4 separate regions of the Mus musculus genome follow, and all the other regions are linked to region 1. Evidence: chromatin contacts called from public HiChIP or PLAC-seq data. All regions are on one chromosome and are shown on one strand. Each heading gives the region's core, a stretch centred on a gene start, on an enhancer-like site or on the middle of the called end of the contact. The rest is flanking DNA. Distances are from core to core; before and after follow the strand shown.

Region 1 (4,802 bases), core at 2,051-4,550:
TAAAAAGCAAGCCCACATTTTCTTTTTCTTTCTTTCTTTTCTTAAGCTTAACTCTGCAACCATTTGTCTTTTATAAACCATTAAGCTACACACAAGGGCCACTATAAACAAGACTCCATGTTTTAATTTATGTTTTTAAAGCTATGGAAGGGGAGAATGAAGTGGTGATATTTACAAAAAAAAAAAATCTAAAAGGAGAAAAAAAAAAGAAAAACAGGGAAAAATAAATTTAAAAAAAGAGCTCGTATGGACAGAATAGGAATGCCAGTTAGATTTTTTAGTGAACTAAGGGTCGGCTTCTGCGCCTTAAAGCTTATCAGTGGTAGTTAGCTCAGACAGTGCATTTTCAATATCTAACTTAACACGCCACCCCTTAGCAGTGCAAGCTTCGTTCTCTCTTTTGTATGGTTGTCTTAAGTAACTGTGTAAATAAGTGTAGCCTGGAAAGTTACCAAGCGACATACATGATCACGTTTGCCCTTGTACTCGAAAAGCCAGTGCCTCTAGACAGATTGTTTAAAAACAAACAAAAACAAAACAAAACAAAACAAAACAACATGCATCTTTAAACCCGATCTTATTCTTTTACTTAACATCAACTTCTCCCGAAGCCAGCGGCCTCTGAGAGTGGAGCAACACATGTTCCGAGCGAGAATCTCCTTCAAGACTTCACAGGACAGGGTCCAGGCACAGAATTCCATATATGCCCTCCAGTTTACCAAGCCAAAATCTCGCTCGCACTCCACCGTCAAGAGATCCAAGCTTACTCAAGCTGGAATCCTAGATATTAACTCTAGATCTGGGCTCAAAAACCCAAATAAAGCAAACCCACAAAGGCAAGTAGGTGTGCTGTTCCGGGCTCCCAAATCACACGGGTCTATACCCGCAAGACTCCGCAAGGTCCCAAATCACACAGGGGTCTGTATCCGCAAGACTCCGCAAGGTTGGAAAGTTCTATATTCAGTCAACAGGTAAAGTGCTTTGGAGTTCAGTGTGAAAGGAAACTGGGAGAGAGGAAGGGAAGGTTGAGGCTTCAAACTCAGCTTTCTATGGGAAATTTTGCTTTCAACTGGGAAGTGTTCTTAAAGAATCCATAGCAAAGATTCAGCCAGCAAGGCTCTGAGGGGGCGTGTTCCTGCTGACCTCTGCCCTTCTGTTTCTGTATGTAGTTATAAATACTGTAGATTTCTTTTGTGATTTTTTTTTTGCCAAAGTTGTTTTATTTATACATTTTAATGTCTTAAGATTTTCGATCTCACACACGCAAAGAATTATACTGCATATTTTGCAAAGAAATAAAAAGCGCACTACCTTTAGCTTGCACATACTTGCAAAGTTAATTCAAAGGCTTTCTGTTTGTTTGTTTTAATGGGGATTTTGTAAAATATCCATATAAATAATGTATTTATCTTTGGAATTTGTACATTGCTTTTCTCTCCTTCCTCCCATCCCCCACCCCTAGTTTATTTTGTGTGTGTGTTTGCTTTGTGAACAGTGCGCAAGTATAGTTTGGTCACTTATAGTTGTATTAGCTGTTTCAATGTGATTTTTAAACAATTCATTTATAGGTATTTTTAGTATTGTTTTAAACCATGCTTCATTTTTTTATTTCCACCCAAAAGCCATTGTCTATTTTTGTATTATTTGTAAGTTAAGAAGTTTTTTCCAATATATGGCAAAAAAATAGTAGCATATTATTCTTGTAGTATTTAGTTCTGTAGATTTAAAAATAATGTACCCTTTGCTTTGGAAGCATACAAAAACGCTGTTTTACTCTAGTAATATGCATGGAATCTCTCCCTTTGGAGTGACGCATTTTGTGCATTAAATTTGGGGGAGAAACTTCATAGAGATCAATGAACATACTTTCTTTCTTAAGTCTGCTTGTATATTCTCTGTCTTTCACATAAATATAAACCAGCAGATTGGATGCCTTAACAATGCAAATCATATCCATTTCACCTGTACATTGTACTGTGCACCCCCCCCAACTGTCAGCCATCACTAACATTCTAAGAAAAAAAAAAAAGAAAAAGAAGAAAAAAAAAGAGAGAAATCGAAAAGCACAAAAGAACTGTTTTGTTACTTTAAGACAATGTTACTTTTTCTAGTAGAGCAAGAGAACATTAACAAAGCTGCGACTGTGCATGCCCGGATGGATTTCAACGGTTTTCACTAGACTGTCAGAGTGCGGATTTTTATGGGTTGGGGAGGGGAGGGGAGGGAAGTTGGGGGGGTTGGTAGGGGAGGGGAGGGAGGAAAGCTGATTTTTCATGGTGAGAAATAATAATAATGACAACTGATGATAATAATAATAATAATAAAAATAAAAAGAAACTGGAAAAAAATATAAGCAAGGTTTAGCATTGCTTCTCCGTACTCAGAAAGGTTGTCTGAATTCGTGTGGTAAGCGCTGGCCTCAAGATGTCTAACGTCTAAAGCCATATTTTGTCTGGTGAGCCAGACAACTGTCTGCAAAGGAACGAGCAGCAAGCCGGTGAGGTGTCCGGCTCAGACCCTGACAAAAGACGCCACCAATCTGTTAGCCACGTGCTGTGACGTGATGAGAACTTTACTGGAAAGCCCAAAGAGCCTTTAAAAAGAAAATGTGTATCAATTGTGTTTTGTTACTTCTGTTTGATTAGCCGATGGAGAAGTAGTTTGGTTTTAGGAACCACTTTCTTCTACACAAAATCTTGTTTTTAAGTCCCTTTAAGATATAGCCCCCTAAATACAGAATATGGCTTTTAAAAAGAAGATGGAGTAGAGAATTCAATTCAGATTTCCGTTTTGGGGGAAGAGCCCTGCCTCTGGATGACTGGATATGTCCACGCCATGCCCGGCCTCACAATGTAGGATGCAGCTCCATGAACTCATTCTGCAAATCTTTCACCTTCTTTTCAAACGTTTTCAATAGACACACACTGTACAATCCAATTGTTAGAGCACTCAACTACTGTAGAGATTGTTATATTTCATTCTTTTTTATTTCTTTCTTTCTTTTCTTTTCTTCTCCTTTTTTTTTTTCAAAAATTCAAACTGTAAAAAACTTTTCAACGTTCACGATATTTAATTAAAGTTACTTCCTGTCTGTGATAGCAGCTCCTAGTGGCGTGTTCATTTCTCTATGGCAGAAGAGAAGAGCAACACTCAATGGACTGCAAAAGGCCCGGGTTTGCTATTATTCGGGCCAGTGTTAACACCCAGAGAGAATTAGCCTAGGCCTGGGGCACCCACTTCCTTTCTTTGTAGGTCCCACCGGGATCTGCTAATTTGGAATGCAAATTGAACACGCACAGCGTACTGCTGCCCTCTGCTGGCATGAGCCAGGTGTGCACGTGCTGGCCCACATTGGTGGCAAGAGCCCCCAGTCCTATTGTCAGTGAACAGTGAGATTCCCCCCATGATAGGGGCTGAATTGGGAATCCAGGAACTGGTCATTCTAGAACACCATCCTCTGCCCTGGAAGGCTGAGCTAAACTCTTCCTATGCAACTGCTAATTAATCCCAGTGTGCCTCCTGGTCAATTAATTATGTGCCCTGGCTTGCTGATGAGACGTGTGACTAGAGAACATATATATATATATATATATATATATATATATATATATATATATATATATATATGTATATATATATATGTATATATATATATATATAAACTTTGTGTGGATAATAGTTTTTTTTTTCTTTTTCCTGGTTGACAAAACCACATCTGTCTGGAATTGAAAGTTACAGGCACTCAGTCGTTGTGCAAACTTCATAGGTCCACAGAAGATATACACACATCTGGGACCGGGTCATTTAAGGATACATCTTTCCATTGTACGTTCCATGTCTTCACTAATTTTGCAATGACTGGACACGATGAGGTTAATGGCGCTTACAAAATGCCTCGACCAACAGAAACTCCATGGCCAGACCTAAGAGGGTGTCCCATAACCACCAGCACATTCATTTGTGGGAGGCACTGCTATGGCACTACCCTGAAATACAGCCCAAGGTAAGGTCATGAAAGGCCACCCCATGTAAGCCAGAACATACAGAAGCTGCTGTCCTGTCTCCATGGAGACTCCTACCTGATCAGCTTGGCCATCCCCTATTTTTTCAATTCTGTATCAGTTGCAGAGGAGAAACACTGAGCAAAAGGTTCAGGATGACTTCAGGATGCATGTGGTGCCAGACAAGACAACCCGCTTCCACGTCATCCATGTCTATGATGCTTAAACTGCAAGAGGCAGACATATGCCAGAGCTCCACAGAATAAAAACAGATAACCACACTCTGAATTGGCTTAGAACTCCGTAAGGCCTACCTCTTGACAGCATTCATTCATTCATTCATTCATTCACTCATTCATTCATTTGTTCCCTTAAACCTCAAGCATTTGGCATGCCTATGACCCTTGATGAGGAGTAGTGGACCCATTCGTAAGAACACTGGCATTGTTCCCACTCTTGGCGCTTACAATAGAAAAATTGACATAAACCCACAACACACATAACATCTAACGAGGGTATTGAGGTCCGAGTCAAGAATGCTTTGAAGGTATAACATCGTGAGGTCTGACATAATCTAAGGACTTTCTGGAAAAGTCTTCTAGAGAAAGTAGTAGTTGAGCTGAGGCAGAAAGAGTGAGCAGCCGAGGCAGAATGGCTGACAGTGTGATGACTGAACTTGAAGTAAGATGAAGGGCACCCAAGAGCAGAGAGACTGTGTGAGTGGAGTGCACAGATGCCCACAGTGACTTTGTGGGGCACAACGACTCCAATTCACAGCATATTCTGGGCACCTAGCATGGG
Region 2 (4,652 bases), core at 1,099-3,598, 320 kb after region 1:
AGACCATAGGGATCAATGATTCCCTATGATTCTGTAGATTTTATTCCTAGGCTCAAAATCATACCAAGTCCTAGACCAGCATCTGGAATATCTTGTAAGCTAGTAGTCAACACTCACACTATGTATCTGTCATGACTTTGAAAACTCTTAAGCCCCATTATGTACTCAACACATGTATGTACTTTGCTATACACATGTTCACCTCTGCACACACATGAACACACACTATGGAAGCAAACCCACAGAATGCATTCCTAGATGAGTTGAGCTCTGTAATTTTCCCTGATGGATACAGAACAAATAAAACAAAGGATGTGTTCATCATCTGCCTTGCTAAGAGCATAGTTCACTGTCATTCCCTCTGACAGCATAAATGGGAGAGATTTACCCGGAACCACTTGCATGGCCTTCTGATAATCTAATTCTAAAACTGGCTAAGCTGGGACACTGAACCCTGTGATATACATCTGCAAACCCATGGTTTCCGAGACTGAAAAATAGGATTGTAAGATAGAAGGCAGCCTGAAATACAGACAAAGATACTACCTTGGGGGGAAACAAAGAAAGAATGAACTGGTTTATACAGTAAAGTTTTTCTAGTCTGCCCTTCACATCTCTTTCTCTTTGAGGTTGAGGTAATCTTTCCTTTGGGCCCAGTTCTCTTGCTGAGGCCTTGGCTTGCCTCGGCTGAATAATCACCATGATTTTGAAGTTGAGAATCCCCATTTCCCTATCCTCTGGGTTCATCTCAGATCAAATTTTTGCTTGCTAGTTGGAGAAATAACTGGAGAGAAACTGAGCGGGCCCAGTACCAATGCCTTTAATCTTCTCGGAGGGAGGCACACCACTCTGACCTGCTGATTCGTACAGTGTGTGTTACACTCAAATTACTCAAGAATTCCCTTGCTGGCCTTTTGTCGATAGTCCTTTTTTGCAAGGTCTTCATTACTTTCTAATTGACCAAATTTATTTTCTTCATCTCTCTCATTAAGGACGGGTTTAGAAGTAACCTCGATTGTGCAGACTTCCTAATGGCTTACTTCCTCTATGATTGCCCTCATTTTTAAAGAGGACTCTCCAGTCTACCCTAAGCCTATACCTTACAATCCAGCGATCCATCTACCTATTTAAGGGCAATGGGAGTCTAGAAAGTCTGCAGTAACTGATTGTATATTGTTATGTCCTTGGGTATGATATGGTTATACCTGCCAACACTGGTCACACACACACACACACACACACAATAGCACTATGTAGAGCTTTCATGATGGTTAGTTCAGCAGGAACTCAGTTTCAATGTATCCTGAGCATCTTTCCCAAATGTAAACTTCTGCGTTCATCTTTTGTCTTTCTTGATTAGTGAAGCCAAAACTCTAATGAGACAAGAAAATCTTCTTATTGCTACAATGGGTTGGTGTAGAATAAACTATATCCCACAGAGACCTGGATGTTCTGGCCCTTACCAGTGCAAATTCCTGCTGAAGATTCAATAGAACTACAAAGTGACACTACCCAGAATACCTGAAGTGTAGATCTTCTCCCTTCTCTCTTCCTCCATCTGTTCTCCTCCCCTGCCTCTATCTATCTCTATCCTTGTCTCTCTTTCTATATGTGTGTATGTGCATTCATGTATATGTGTGTATGTGCATTTGTGTGTGTGTGTATGTATGTATCTGTGGTTTGTTCTCTTGAAACCAGAAGATCCAAAGCAGATAGCAGCACATGGATACATACAGAGAAAGGACAGAGACAGACAGAGAGAGGCAGGGGAGAAGAAGGGATGAAGGGAGGGAGAAAGGGGAAGATCTATACTTCAGATATTCCAGGCAGTGTAACTTTGTAATCTTCTGCTTTTTAAATCCCATATACCATGAAAGTTGAGTTGCTCAAATTCTGGATCTCTCTCTCTCTCTCTCTCTCTCTCTCTCTCTCTGTCTCTCTCTCTCTCTGTCTCTTTCTCTGTCTCTGTCTCTCTGTCTCTGTCTCTCTGTCTCTGTTTCTCTCTCTCTCTCTCTCTCTCCCTCTCTCTCTCTCTCTCTCTCTCCCAGGTATTTACTGCAGGAATCTCAAGATCTTCCTTTCATAAAATGAGTCATAACTACCCAGCCTGCTCCACCAGACTTAAAATGCTAAGCACTGTGAAGAAAGAAAGATCCCCTCGCCATAGCTCTCTCATGGGGACCTCAGGATCTAATGCAAATAAATGTCTTGTCCCATTTGGGCTTGTGTCATGATAGCTTCTCTGACTAGACACGCCTTACATGTGCACGCCTTACATGTTCTTCCCCGACATTAAAGCTAGTGGCTTTAAAGTTAATGCCTATTTCTGTATCAGCCTTGGAGACGTTGCCCACACCTGGTTGACTCTTTTAACTGTCTACTTGGCAGGCCGGCTTGGCCCAACAACCACAGTGAGGGTGGGGGTGATCTTCACAGAATAAAATCCTTTTCCTGTTTTTCCTGGCTTGGCCAGTCAAGCAGATTGAAAGAAGTTGCATGTGCTTTTAAAAAATGAAACCCTTCTTGGCACTTTGACAAGTGGTTTGATGAGATCTAACTAGTATTTACAGAACTTGAGTTTGACACAAATTGAGGGTTAAATTTTCTCTCATTTACTGGCACCATCGACTTTGCATTTATAGCCCATAGGACCTGAGAGAGCAATACTGACTGTCAGTCTGTCATTTCCCCATCTCCAGCTTGAGAGTCCAACTAGATGCTTCTCTTACTCAGTTCTTCACATCAAGAGCTTTGAGTCTTGTAGGATCCACATACTGCTTACCCTGCTCTGCTCTGCACTAGCGAGATGGCCTCTGGTTACCACCTCACTTTCCTTGTGCCTCAGCTCGTGACTCTGAAATAGGAACATTAGTGAACTAAGTGATAGGTAAGAAGTAGCAAGAATGATTCACAAAATACCACAGTGATCAATGGATGGTAAGGATGACTAATGAATGTTTCCAGGGGATTCTATGAATTGAGCACTGTGGAAGAACAGGGAATCAGGGCTCATACCTAAATCCCAGCATTCATGGAGCTGAGGCAGGAAGTTTACCACACATTCATAGTCAGCTCAGACTACATAGGAAGTTCCAGACCAGCCTGAACTACAGTTTGGGAGACTATCTCCAAAAATAATTGTATTGCTTTTTAGGTTTCTGCAGTAAAACACCCAACATAAAATTGGGGGTGTGTTTCAGTTCATAATTCTGAGGGAATCTGTTAATGACAGGAAGGCATGGGACAAGAGTATGTGGAAGACAGCCACACTGTGTTCAGTCATGAAGCAACAAGACACGAACACAGCTGCCCACTCCACTTTCTGTCCCCAGCCTGAGGGGACAATGCCTCTACATTTGGTTGGCCTCAGTAAAACTTTTGTGAAGAAACCTTCACAGACATACCCATGTGACTTTAATCCCAGTCAAGCTAACAATGAAAATTAACTATCATACTGTCCTATATGAAATTGCCATACTCAGAGACATTTATTATTATCCATATAGAATCCATAAACAAATCAGATATAGCTTTCTCATGAGTGAGCACACTTACAAGTACAAAAATTATCAAGGTAACAGCATACGATCAATTAACTTATATTCTAAATAAAACAATAAGACAAAACACAAATAGGTATGTGTATTGGGGAGTTTGTGAGAGGCCTATCAAGTGCTATGGAATAACTGAAGGACAGATTCCATGTCTGGGACTGGTAGCCCATGCCCCTACAAGAGAACTAGCCTACCTTAGAGACTCTATAAGGGAAGTAAATCACACATTCGGACAGGGACCTAGGGAAGGGGAATTTAGAAAGGGCTGCACTGATGGACTTAGTGCCCAGGGTTTCAAAGAGCTAAAGATGAGGTAAGAGTGACCTGGATTCTCAAAATTCTCATCAGGAGATACTCTAAAGAAAGCATGGTGATCATTCTGGATTATCTATCCAGGGTGAGTTTTCAGTTTTCTTTGTATTCTTTTTGGACTGAGTAGGTGTATAGACTCACTACCTCCTTTTTCTTCCTTGTGTTTTTGCTTCTGAGAAAGGTTCTATAACTCAGGCTAGCCCCAAACTCCATATACAGCTGAAGCTTGCCTGGAACTCTTAAAATTCCTGCCCAAGCCAGACAAATGCCAGGATTATAAATAGGCATATATGGCACTGCCCTTGTCTTTCACAATACAATGGTGAAGTGCCCCCAGAAAGTCTGCTTTGTAGAATTGAGAAAGGGAGAAGAGTTTCAGTGTAACTTCTGGAAATCATTTGTCCAAACCACATTAACAATACACACTGTGGTCACTTGGTCACTTATTGCTTCTATGGCTCTGAAGAACATAAGTAAACCAAAATGTACGGGGTTGGGAAAGCAGAGTTTGAAATATGTCTAATGTAGACATCATTTGGGGTCAGGTTGTTCATTTAAGTGTTAATATTTTAATTAGCTGGTTTTGTGTGTGTCTCTCGGTGTGTGTGTATGTGTGTGTGTGTGTGTGTGTGTGTGTGTGTGTGTGTGTGTGTGTGTGTGTGCTCATCCACATATATGCAGGTACCCTTGGATGCTAAAAGAGGGCCTCCAGATCTCCTGGATCTGGGGTTATACATGGTTAGGACCCTCCTGACATGGATGCTAAAAATCATACTCTGATGCTCT
Region 3 (5,332 bases), core at 2,647-5,146, 430 kb after region 1:
TTGCGCATTTGTGTTACTAATGAATCTTACTCATTTGTGCAAGTGATGCTTCCATTTGACAATGACAAGAACATAAAGTGGAGGTTAATTTACTCCATGGCAGAGGGGTTCATTATTTAAGCTGACGTTGAGGACAAAACAATGTAGCTTAATAGATGACAAATAGAAATTAGTTGTGATGAATTTTGCCATTTTATTCCAGCAGGCTTTCAGAGTGCTTGCTGTACACATGGCAAGAGAAGTTACTTTCTCTGTGGGTGGGATGTGCCCACTTGGCTCTTTTGACAATGTCATCCAATGAGCTGGAAGCTTCCCTTGGGAAATTCTGCCTGAAGCAGGCCATTTCCTGTTCTACAGAAGACTAGAGATGGAGAAGCCGATGCTAAGTCCAGTTTTGTGTGAGGACCGTCTTCTAATACCAAGTCAGCAATTTACAAGGCTACTCGCTGGGCTTGTGATTGAACCTTGCTAGCTCTTAGAATTTGCATCTAAGCCCCTACACTCTTGTATGCTTTTTCTTCTTCCACAGAGACAAGAGTTGAGCACTCAGAGTAATATAAACACAAAATCCCATCTCTTACCAGGAAGCTATTAGCAATTGATATCTGCTGGGAAAAGCAAAACCCGTATCTTCAATGGAGTATCACTGGGCATATCAGCCATACTCCAGGGCAGGCTCCATGTTCAGAAATAGATTGCCAACACAAAAAGGACTCTATGACCTTTGTGTGCTTTTTGTTTTGTTCAGGGATTTTTTTGTGTGTGTCTTATTGTTTTGAACTTTGTTTTTATTTTATGACTTTTTTTTTTTAATTTTAAGAGAGCATGAATTTGGGTAGGTAGAAGCAGTAAAAATCTAGGAGGAGTTGAAAGATGAGAAAGAATATTATAAAAATAAATTATTTATAAAACATTGATAAGAAATTTTAATATGTATATAATTTTGGAACCAAATGGAGCTTCCATTTGGATCCAGAACAATGAGTAACTGTGGTTTAGATGAGTGCACCTGTAACTCTCAAATTAAAGCTTTGGGTTCCAGAGGAGGACCATTGGTAAACTTGTAGATCCTCAAGGGTAAGGTCAAGTAGAAAGTCCTAAGGTTTCACAATTCCCCCCAAGGGATTTGGGAACAATTACCCCATCTAGCTGGGGTTTTTTTTCTCCCTTATTTATATTTAAGTATTGAGGCCCACAACTGAGACTTCTCAATCTTGAACTAAAACTTCCATAACCCCGACCCCAAGTGAATGTTTTTCTTTGAAACTTGGGTGTCTCAGGGATATAGTTATAGTGAGGGAAAGAGGACATAATAACTGGACTTACCTGAAGGCATTTCTCAATTTTTCCTTGTCTCCATTAGTCATGTATAGAATGGGAATGATATTATTTATCACACTATATAAAGCAGATTGGATTTGGAGAAGTGAGACACATAGAAAACTAGGAATTGTTATGGATTCCATCTTCCTGGCTAGAAATTGATGGCTAGTGAATTGATGCTATTCTATCTTCCTCTGTACCAAAAGATGTTCTTCACAAAGCATGCCATTTAGACCTTTGTGTGATAGGTGTGCTCCTGTTCCCAGTGACATCTGCACTCATACATGCCTTCTCACCCAAGAACTGTAACCAAGCTAAGGAACCCTAGGTCCAATTAATTACATAATGAGGAAATAAAAGTGGAGACAGGATACGCCAAGTTTCTGCGTCAATGGAGAATGTAGGAAATTCAGGAGGCAGAAGGAAATCAGGGCATTTAAAGCACAGAAATCCAGAAGGTTGTGGAAGGAGCTAGAGGCACGGCCAAGGTTTCCCAGGCCTTGAAGGCCATGATTAAGAGTTTTAACTTAATCCAGTGGGATGACTAAATGCCATAAGATGTTTATCCAGAGAAAGAATATGCTTAAATTTCATTTTAAATAAATAATGCTGTATGTGATATATAGATAACAGATTTAGAGGCCTGCATCAGCAGATGTAGCTGCACCAGGCTGTTTCTACTACAGTGGCCCAGACTGAGAGAGCCATAACATAGATGAAGGGATAACAAAGAGAAATGAGGATTTGATAAACCATTCAGAAGGTCAAAGTCATGGCCCTGGCATGAAACTTACACCAGGATAAAGCAGTATCAACAAAGATGCCATGAATCACAGGGTCTAGTTTAAAAATATAAGAGTAGTTCCAGGGAGATGGCTCAGTGGGCAAATGGGCAAACCTGACAACCCGAAGTCCTCAGTGGAATGTCTGTAAAAGAGCTGCATGTGGTAGCGTATGTCCAACATCCCAAAATGGATACAGAAGATGCAAGGCTGAGAGAGGAGAAGTACCAGGATGCTCACAGGCCAGCCAGCCTGGAGTGTGCAGTGGCAAAAATAACAAGAGAAATAGTACTTCAAAAACAAGGTGCAGAGGTGAGAATCAACTCCCCAAAGTTGTTCTCAGCCTGCCACACACACACACACACACACACACACACACACACACACACACACACACACACATACACACATACACACACACACACACATACACACACACACACACACACACATACACACACACACACACACACACACACACACACACATGCCCACACTTGAATTTGAAGAAAATAGGACCCCAAGAGATTAATTTTATCTAAACCTATATTATAATGATTGGGTTTATAAATATGTACATGTGTAAGAAAGGGGGTGAAGGGTTTTGTGTGACCACTGTTCACACACATGCAAACAAATTGTCATATCTCTAAGAGTAGAAACCTGCATGCAGTGCATTCCTGTGGCCTGACACTCATACTCTGCCACTTATTTTTCTAAGCTACACAGAGCATGTGTAACCCTCTATATACTTTCTTTTATCTGTCCAGTGTGTGGCCACCTCGTTTTTATTGTAATTCTGGCTTTCATTTAATTTATTAGTCCATGGCCTATGTACACATATTTTAATAATTTTGAAAGCCTCTTGTCGTCATTGAAGCTTGCCTAAGGAAAGCCTGAGATAATCAGTATTTCAGATTTTACTGCACTGCTGTCCCCTCCCCCACCACATGCCCACACTCATATAGGTTTTGCTTTTTTTTTAAAAAAAAAAAAAGGAGAGATTTAACAGCCATAAGGCACTTTTAAAAATAACATTCACATCTGGGCTGACCACCTGTTTGCCAAAATTTAGCTTGATGTTAATTAAAACAGGCATGTTATAAAGCTCAGGAAATGGCAGCTGACCCCTAACCATGAATGTAGTGCTATAATAATATGTAGTAAAAATAAGACATTTGGGGCTGTTGTCCAAACCACTCATGCATTAAAATTCTCACCACTGTATACTCCCTTGCAGGAGGACGTGCAAATCAACTGCAAAAGTGGTTGAACCAAAATAATAATGATAATGATAATTCTAGGGAAAAGAGCTATTCGTTCATTTCACAGGCAGTTTCAAAGGCCCATCCTAAGCAAGCATTGTGGTCCACCCAGTGAGGAAGACTCCAGACAGAGAATGGAAGACTGATTAGCATCTCTTGTCCAGACAGTGGTGCTGTCAACATCACTGATATTTACTGATGAACAGTTTGCTGTGTGTGTGGAGCAATGTGAAACATTGGTTTGCATGACTTCACTCCATCGTTCCTTCAGTTCTGCAAGGATCAGGAGCTCTGCTGAGATCCATGTAACAGACAAGGCAAAGAACGTATCTAAGAGCCAGTTCACTGCCCTGCGTGGTTCAGTGGCCGAGACTTGAATGCCGACTATCTGGGTGTGTCATTGAGGTTCTACATGAATGACCAGAATGTCTGGTCCTTCCCCCCACTTGGTCCCTGCTCTGTTTGAGAACTCAGGCCATGCTGTTTAGAACCAGCCGTGGAGATTTTGCTAGGTTTGGTACCGCCTCCCAGCCTACCCCTACCCGTGTTACTTTCTTCCCCTGTGGCCCCAGAGAGTCTCCCTCCTCTGCTCACTTTCCTATCAGCCTCACTTGTTTGAAACTACTCTTAATTGCCTTTGACAAGCTGACATTTGACAGCTCTGTCTTTGTTCTGCTTTTCATAGGATCCAGTTCTTTGCCCTTACCTCTGAATCGCAAGTCGCAAGTATTCCCTTTTCTCCTTGTTCTTCAAATGTTTCCTTTTATAAACTGGGGGGAACTGGAATTTCCCTGAATATTTTCTCCTTTATTCATCTCTGGATCCATCCTTGCATTTTAGGGCATGTATATGTGGGGTGCAGTTAACATAGTTAATATGTATTATACCCTCACAGAACATTAGGCTGCATATGCACGGCCTTAAAAGAAAGCCTTCAACTGGGCCCATCAACATTTCCTCATGTGGAGGGGGAGCCTCATAAGGCCCCACCCCTCAATGAGGTAAAATCTGTGTTGGCATGTATTTTAAATTATAAATGATTACATAAATTGTAAGTGCTTGGCTTATTGTACAAACTGTGTTGCCAAAAGTGCCCAATTGGTATGGCTAAGTTCAAACTACAACACTTAGTTAACGCATAAAATCACCATATTTGCTTTTAATATGTGTAGCTTCTTTAAGAAATAGAAAACAAGACCCTCTGAAATGCAATTGTGTTGTAGCTCCTGAAAGCCATTGTACTTGATGAGCAAGAGTCACAGACGCTGCTAGATACCCAATATATGAGGTCCAGCACATTCTATGCCAAAGGGCTTAGGGGGTTTGTCTATGCCCCCAGCAGACTGGTGTGGAATTAAAATGCCCAAAGATGTGCCCCCCTTCTATACTTACTATGTGAAATTGGATGGGCCCTTATACCCGATTCTGCCTTGGTTAAATATAGCTTTGGTAAAAAATAATAATAATAATAATAAGTTCTCACTTTATGAGCTTCTCACTAAACAATGATGAAATTGAGTGAGATTCTACACATACAAACTTAACCTAGCAAGAAGTCAATGAATGACACTGACTACTAACACCAATTCCTTAGTGTTGTCATTGTTTTATAAAGGTGTGTGTGTGTGTGTGTGTGTGTGTGTGTGTGTGTGTGTGAATGCGCGCGAGTGCGTGAGTGCATGTGTGCGTGTTTTAAAGAGGGAGACAGAGTTTTATATGCCACATGTGTGCACGTGCTGCAGAGGCTAAAAGAGGACATTAGATTCCCAGGAACCTGAGTTATAGGTGATTGTGAGCTACCTCATGTGAGGGACACTAAACCTGTGTCCTCTGCAAGAGCAGTAAGTGTTCTTAACCTTTGGCGGACCTCTCCAGCCCGACCACTGGTTTTCAGACAGTTTTTTTTTTCTCCACAGCTACTAATCACAATTGTTACAAAAGTCCATCTGAGGAGCGATCCAA
Region 4 (4,843 bases), core at 608-3,107, 300 kb before region 1:
GGCCCCCTTTCTTTTAACACGGAATGTTTTCATTCAGAGTCAATGCCTTTGATCACAAGGTGTGTGAACAACATACATAGGATAGAAAATGTTTCCTGCCTTTAGTGTAGGCTGGGTCTTGTAGTTACTGTAGGAGATGGGGCAGTAAGCTGAAATCCTTCATTGTCTTTTCAATGGTTACATCAATCTGGATTCAGCTTCATGTGCACATGGGACGCTGGCTCTGTCCCTCTGCTGCACCTCAGACATGACATTCAGGCCTTCCAATCTCACTCATGCCCTGGGCTCTTCTGGAGCTAGAGCTGTGTCTGGAGGGCCTTCCTTACCCATTACCTAGACCTCATGGTTCAAACCCACCCTACAGGAGGCCCTGTGAGTCCCTCTCTCCCTATAGTCACTCTCTGATGCTGGGCTGGGCTCCATCAGGGAGTGTTAATTAATAGAGTATTCATGTTGTGCTCCTTACATGTCTATCTAGTGTCTGTCTTCTTCCTTCAGCCTGGAAGCTTAGTGAGGACAGAAGTTATGCCCAGTTTGGTTCACATCCCTGCTCTCTAGATTTGCCTCAGTGTTTAATGAATATTTATAGGGTAAAATCTCTTTGAAAATTGATTTATTATCTATGTATTATTCTCTGGTAGCGTAGAGGTCTGTTTTAAAGTAAAAAAAAAGATTTATTTTTTATTATTTTGAATTACGTGTATGTATGACTATACGTGGGCACCTTTGGCAGCCAGCGGCATCAGGTCCCTCTGGATCTAGACTTCCAGAGGATTGAAGGGAACTCAGGTCTTCTGCAAGAACACTATCCACTCTCTGCTGAGCCATCTTTCCAGCCCTGACTTATTTTTAAGCTTATCAGTTGTTGAGGGTACCCAAGTGCTAGCTGGCTCTGTCACAAGGAAGTGCCACAGGGTGGACTACCTAAACCCCAGAAGTGTACTTCCTCACAGATCTGGGAGGCCAGAGTCAAGGTGTCAGCATGGCTGCCTTCCTCGGAGGACCTCCTTCTTGGTTAACTGACACCATCTTCTTCTTGTGTCTTTGCATTGTCTCTTTCTGCCGTGCTGGTATCTGCTGACCTATTCATATATTATGGACAACAGCCATTCTAGATAAGGGCTCTTCTAATGACCTTGGTTTATTTTAATTACTTCTTTAAACACACTATTGTAAATACATTCACACTTAGGGCTCTAGCAGTTAGAACTTCTATATATGAACTGAAGGGGCACAGGTCATAATTTAGCCTCTGAGTACAGAGAGCTGGAGTTCCTCAGATTGTAGGCCAGGCTGGCCTTGAACTCACAGAGCTCCATATGTTTCTGCCTCCTGAGTGCTGGGATTAAAGGCTTGTGTTACCATATCTGGCTCATTGTAAGCATTTTAAAAGCAGCAGCTAAAAGTGGCCCATCCTCTTCTGGACCAAGCAATGAAGTGCCAGTGGCTTTGAAATGACATAGCAAAAAAGGTGAAACATAGGTTCTGGTAGACCCATGAAGTCCAAATCAAAGAGCAAGATTTTGTGTGTGTGTGTGTGTGTGTGTGTGTGTGTGTGTGTGTGTGTGTGTGTGTGTGTGTGTATTCTGAACTACTGGTATCTTATCTGGTGAGACAGGCTTCTTTACAGGCAAATTTTTTCTTTTTCTTTTCTTTCCCTTTCTTTTCTTTCCTCTTCCTTTCTTTCTTTTTTCTTTTTCTTTTTTTTTTTTTGGGGGGGGGGTGACATTTGGAGTTAATATAAGGAAATACCCTTTGTATTGCTTGGTATTGAAAATGTCAGTAAACAAACCCAGCCTTCCAGAAGGGAGGTGGTGGTGGGGAGTTGGTAACAAAAGACATTGTTTCTGGATGCAGGAGGTAACAGGAGTGTACAGAACAAAGGTTGACTCAAAATAGGCTTTGTAGCAAACTCTTGGGTAACCTCCTTTCCCGTTATGTTCAAGTGGCCCTGCTCAAGATAACTCTCGTTATTTTAATTAGTCCACCACACTTACCAACACAAACACACTCTCAATTTCAGGGCTGACAGAGGGCTAGGAGTGTCCTTAAAGGATCAGAAAACAAGTTGGGCTGTTGAGGACTTCCGGCAGCGAGCTAACAAAAACACAGCAGCAGAGGATGTAACTCCAGGAGGCGTGGGACCCTCACAGCAGTGGGGACCCGCACAGCAGTGGGCATGAAAGCCTGCCTTTCCGTTTTTTTTTTTTTTTCAGAGGTTTAGCCCTCACATCTGGCAGACCTGTGACAATCAGCGTTAGACCATTTTAGAAATCAGATACCCTGGTTACCAGGAAGTTGATTTGCCTTCCACTTCCTTAAGAAAACACACATTAATATTTAAGCTGGGTTTTCATAAAAGAAGCGTTGTGTGCCTGAGATGTGAAATAAAGCCAGGGGGCTGGGAAAGCCCCTCCTCCCGAAGATAAAGCGACCCCCTCCCCATGTAATTCAAATCACCCTTCAGATGGGAAAAGGAGAGGAGTGGGCTCCCCCTCCCCCAAGGGCCTTGTGGAATTTCCTATCTACTGTTGTGTGGCATGTGCTATAATGTGTTAAGAGCTGGATTTTAAGTTAGGAATTCCTTCTTTGGGGAAAGAAGCTGGAGAGTCACAAAGGTTACCTTCGTAAAAGATTCCCTGAAACGGTGTCTTTCACCATTCTGGTTTTTTTGTTTGTTTGTTTGTTTTTGTTTTTGTGGGGTTTTTTGTTTTGTTTTGTTTGTTTTTTTGTTTGTTTGTTTACTTTTTTTCCAGGTAGAGCCATGTGGCGTCTATCCTTTGAGGACCAGGCTCAAGGTGCATCTGGCTAGCAAGGTCTGGTCTTTTGCATTTTCCTGCCCAGCCTTATTTCCACTTCCTATGGAGATGACATGGAGATAGCGCCGGATCAAACAGGTCCCACCATCCTGATAAGGCCACCTTAGATACTCCAGGTGATTTCGGTCTGCCTGTAAAGATTTAACGAAGACGAATACAAGTCTTAAAGAAAAAAAATTTTTTTCCCATAGATTGGTGTAAATGGTTTACTTTAAAAATAAACATTTTAAATCACTTTGATCTCAGCTGCTCGAAAGATACAAACTGGTCATTGCTCTGGGGGGAGTGTTTTCCAGGGTTTTAAACCAAGCATAAGCCATTTCCTCTTTGTACACAAGAAGATGAATAATGTCCCAGAACAGTAGGCACATGAAGAAGAAGCAACTGTGTCACTGAAAGCGAGTGGGATACTGCATTGGAGGGCATGGGAAGACCTGAAGTTGGGTTTGAGTTTGTGACTGAGATTTTATAATGGTTCAGGCCACTTTGTGTATTCAGATTTGAATCCTACCTACAACATTATTCTGTTCCTGTCTCTCTTCCTCTCTTCCATCTCTATATTATCTTCAAGACTATCACAAGGTTTCCTCACTTGAGTCCTTAAAGACTTGTCTTTGCAGAGCTTCAATCTTGCTTTCTGCTTGCTTGCTTGTTTGCTTGCTTGCTTGCTTCCTCCCTTCCTCCCTCCCTCCCTCCCTCCCTCCCTCCCTCCCTCCCTCCCTCCCTCCCTCCCTTTCTTCCTTTCTCTCTCCCCTCCCCCCCTCTTTTTTTTTTTTTTAAGATGAAGCTTTAAACTGGGCATGGTGGTAGACACATTTGATTCTCTCACTTAGGAGGCAGAGACAGGCAGATCTCTGTGAGTTCAAGGTGAAGGACAACATGGTCTACACAGCAATTTCTTTGCCAGCCAGGGGTACACAGTGAGATCTTGTTGCAGTAGAAGGAAACACTTTGTTCTGTTAGACAATTGTTGCCTGCTGTGCAGGCATTGTCATTTAAATACAATCCCAGGACATTTGGATTCCTTGGTGCTCAGAGTTGCCCTAGTTAAAGTAACATAAATTCAAGGGGAATAATTTTCAATATTGTTATAAAATAGCACCAGAAATTATTCAAAGGCAACATGATCTTGAAGGTTTTCTGCATGTTTTCTTTACATATGTGCCAGCTAAGTTAAAAACACGTATCCTCAAACTGTTCCTTTACATTTTCCCCCCTGGTTTTGTATGTGATGCTTGAATAGTAATCTAACACAGGGCAGGCAGGAAGCTGTCCTTAGGAAGTTCGTCATCTGTACATAGTCACAGTTTGAAGTCTTATGTGGAAGACTGAGGAGGCAGACCAATGATATTTTAAAGACGGAGTGGCATAGTGAAAGAAGTTTCATACTTCATTTCTAACTGGCTTTCGGGCTGCTACCAAAACAGGGCTCCTTTGTCCAGTTCTGCAGTCACTGAATCGGAGAGATTTTAAGGGAGAAAGTGCTTTGCAAGAGAAGGACTGGTCCCATGTGAGCCTCTTAGCCACTATAAGATGAGTGACTGAGAACATTACAATTTTCAGTGCACAGAGAGAACCACAGAGTGGATGAAAGGTAATTTGCATGCATAAGCCTGAGTTCTGACCCATGAGATCTTCCACCAACAAGCTGTGTGAACTTAGGCAGGACCTTTCACTTTTAAAGGAAATCCCCTTATCTGTACATTAAAAAGAGTTTGGCTTGACATCGAGTTATAAATATATGCAGAATAAAAGCAAAACGGAGATGGTTGAGCGTAAGGCTGGGGTGGCCCTCCCTAAGCTTGGGTCCCTGTTAGCCCTGAAATGCCTGAGATCCTCTGAGCAGCCAATGGACATGCATATGACTAGTCTGAAAGTCATATACCCTACAGCAGCATCTTATATTCTTGATGGCTCAGCGGGTTAGGGCACTGTCCCTGCAAGCCCTGTTAGTGACCTGAGGTTGACCCATATAAAGGTGGAAGGAGAGAACCGAATCCACAAAGTTGTCTTCTGACCTCTGC

Evidence for each region. HiChIP or PLAC-seq counts read pairs in DNA pulled down with a chosen protein or histone mark.
Region 2: a contact with region 1 is called in a RAD21 HiChIP or PLAC-seq map of pro-B cells, with 7 times the contacts expected there. The contact joins two enhancer-like sites. A contact is called at or near these places in 2 of 15 datasets of contacts at CTCF or cohesin (large pre-B cells and pro-B cells), 3 of 484 Hi-C or Micro-C datasets (large pre-B cells, pre-B cells and uterus) and 1 of 115 datasets of contacts at active chromatin or transcription factors (large pre-B cells).
Region 3: a RAD21 HiChIP or PLAC-seq map of pro-B cells shows a contact between it and region 1, with 7 times the contacts expected there. The contact joins two enhancer-like sites. A contact is called at or near these places in 2 of 15 datasets of contacts at CTCF or cohesin (large pre-B cells and pro-B cells), 3 of 484 Hi-C or Micro-C datasets (the C10 cell line, large pre-B cells and pre-B cells) and 1 of 115 datasets of contacts at active chromatin or transcription factors (large pre-B cells).
Region 4: a RAD21 HiChIP or PLAC-seq map of pro-B cells shows a contact between it and region 1, with 4 times the contacts expected there. The contact joins two enhancer-like sites. A contact is called at or near these places in 1 of 15 datasets of contacts at CTCF or cohesin (pro-B cells), 3 of 484 Hi-C or Micro-C datasets (embryonic stem cells and uterus), 5 of 115 datasets of contacts at active chromatin or transcription factors (embryonic basal ganglia, embryonic limb bud and embryonic stem cells) and 1 of 9 other capture datasets (embryonic stem cells).

What each region holds. Positions count from the first base shown.
Region 1 is chr11:45,004,996-45,009,797 of GRCm38.p6, forward strand. It overlaps Ebf1 (early B cell factor 1), which reads left to right. Exons shown (of 16, transcript NM_007897.3): 16 at 1-3,101. Among named protein-coding and RNA genes, the nearest start is that of Gm51859, 81 kb to the right of the region's middle. Within about 2 kb of position 3,301, at least 28 of the 459 cell types and tissues checked have an H3K27ac peak or open chromatin away from gene starts, as enhancers often do. A contact at or near this core is called in pre-B cells and pro-B cells, where this site is marked.
Region 2 is chr11:45,321,508-45,326,159 of GRCm38.p6, forward strand. No RefSeq gene overlaps it. Among named protein-coding and RNA genes, the nearest start is that of Gm12159, 210 kb to the left of the region's middle. Within about 2 kb of position 2,349, at least 14 of the 459 cell types and tissues checked have an H3K27ac peak or open chromatin away from gene starts, as enhancers often do. A contact at or near this core is called in pre-B cells and pro-B cells, where this site is marked.
Region 3 is chr11:45,438,310-45,443,641 of GRCm38.p6, forward strand. No RefSeq gene overlaps it. Among named protein-coding and RNA genes, the nearest start is that of Gm22284, 200 kb to the right of the region's middle. Within about 2 kb of position 3,897, at least 13 of the 459 cell types and tissues checked have an H3K27ac peak or open chromatin away from gene starts, as enhancers often do. A contact at or near this core is called in pro-B cells, where this site is marked.
Region 4 is chr11:44,705,629-44,710,471 of GRCm38.p6, forward strand. The region is part of intron 6 of Ebf1 (early B cell factor 1); the gene reads left to right. Among named protein-coding and RNA genes, the nearest start is that of Ebf1, 90 kb to the left of the region's middle. Within about 2 kb of position 1,858, at least 54 of the 459 cell types and tissues checked have an H3K27ac peak or open chromatin away from gene starts, as enhancers often do. A contact at or near this core is called in pro-B cells, where this site is marked.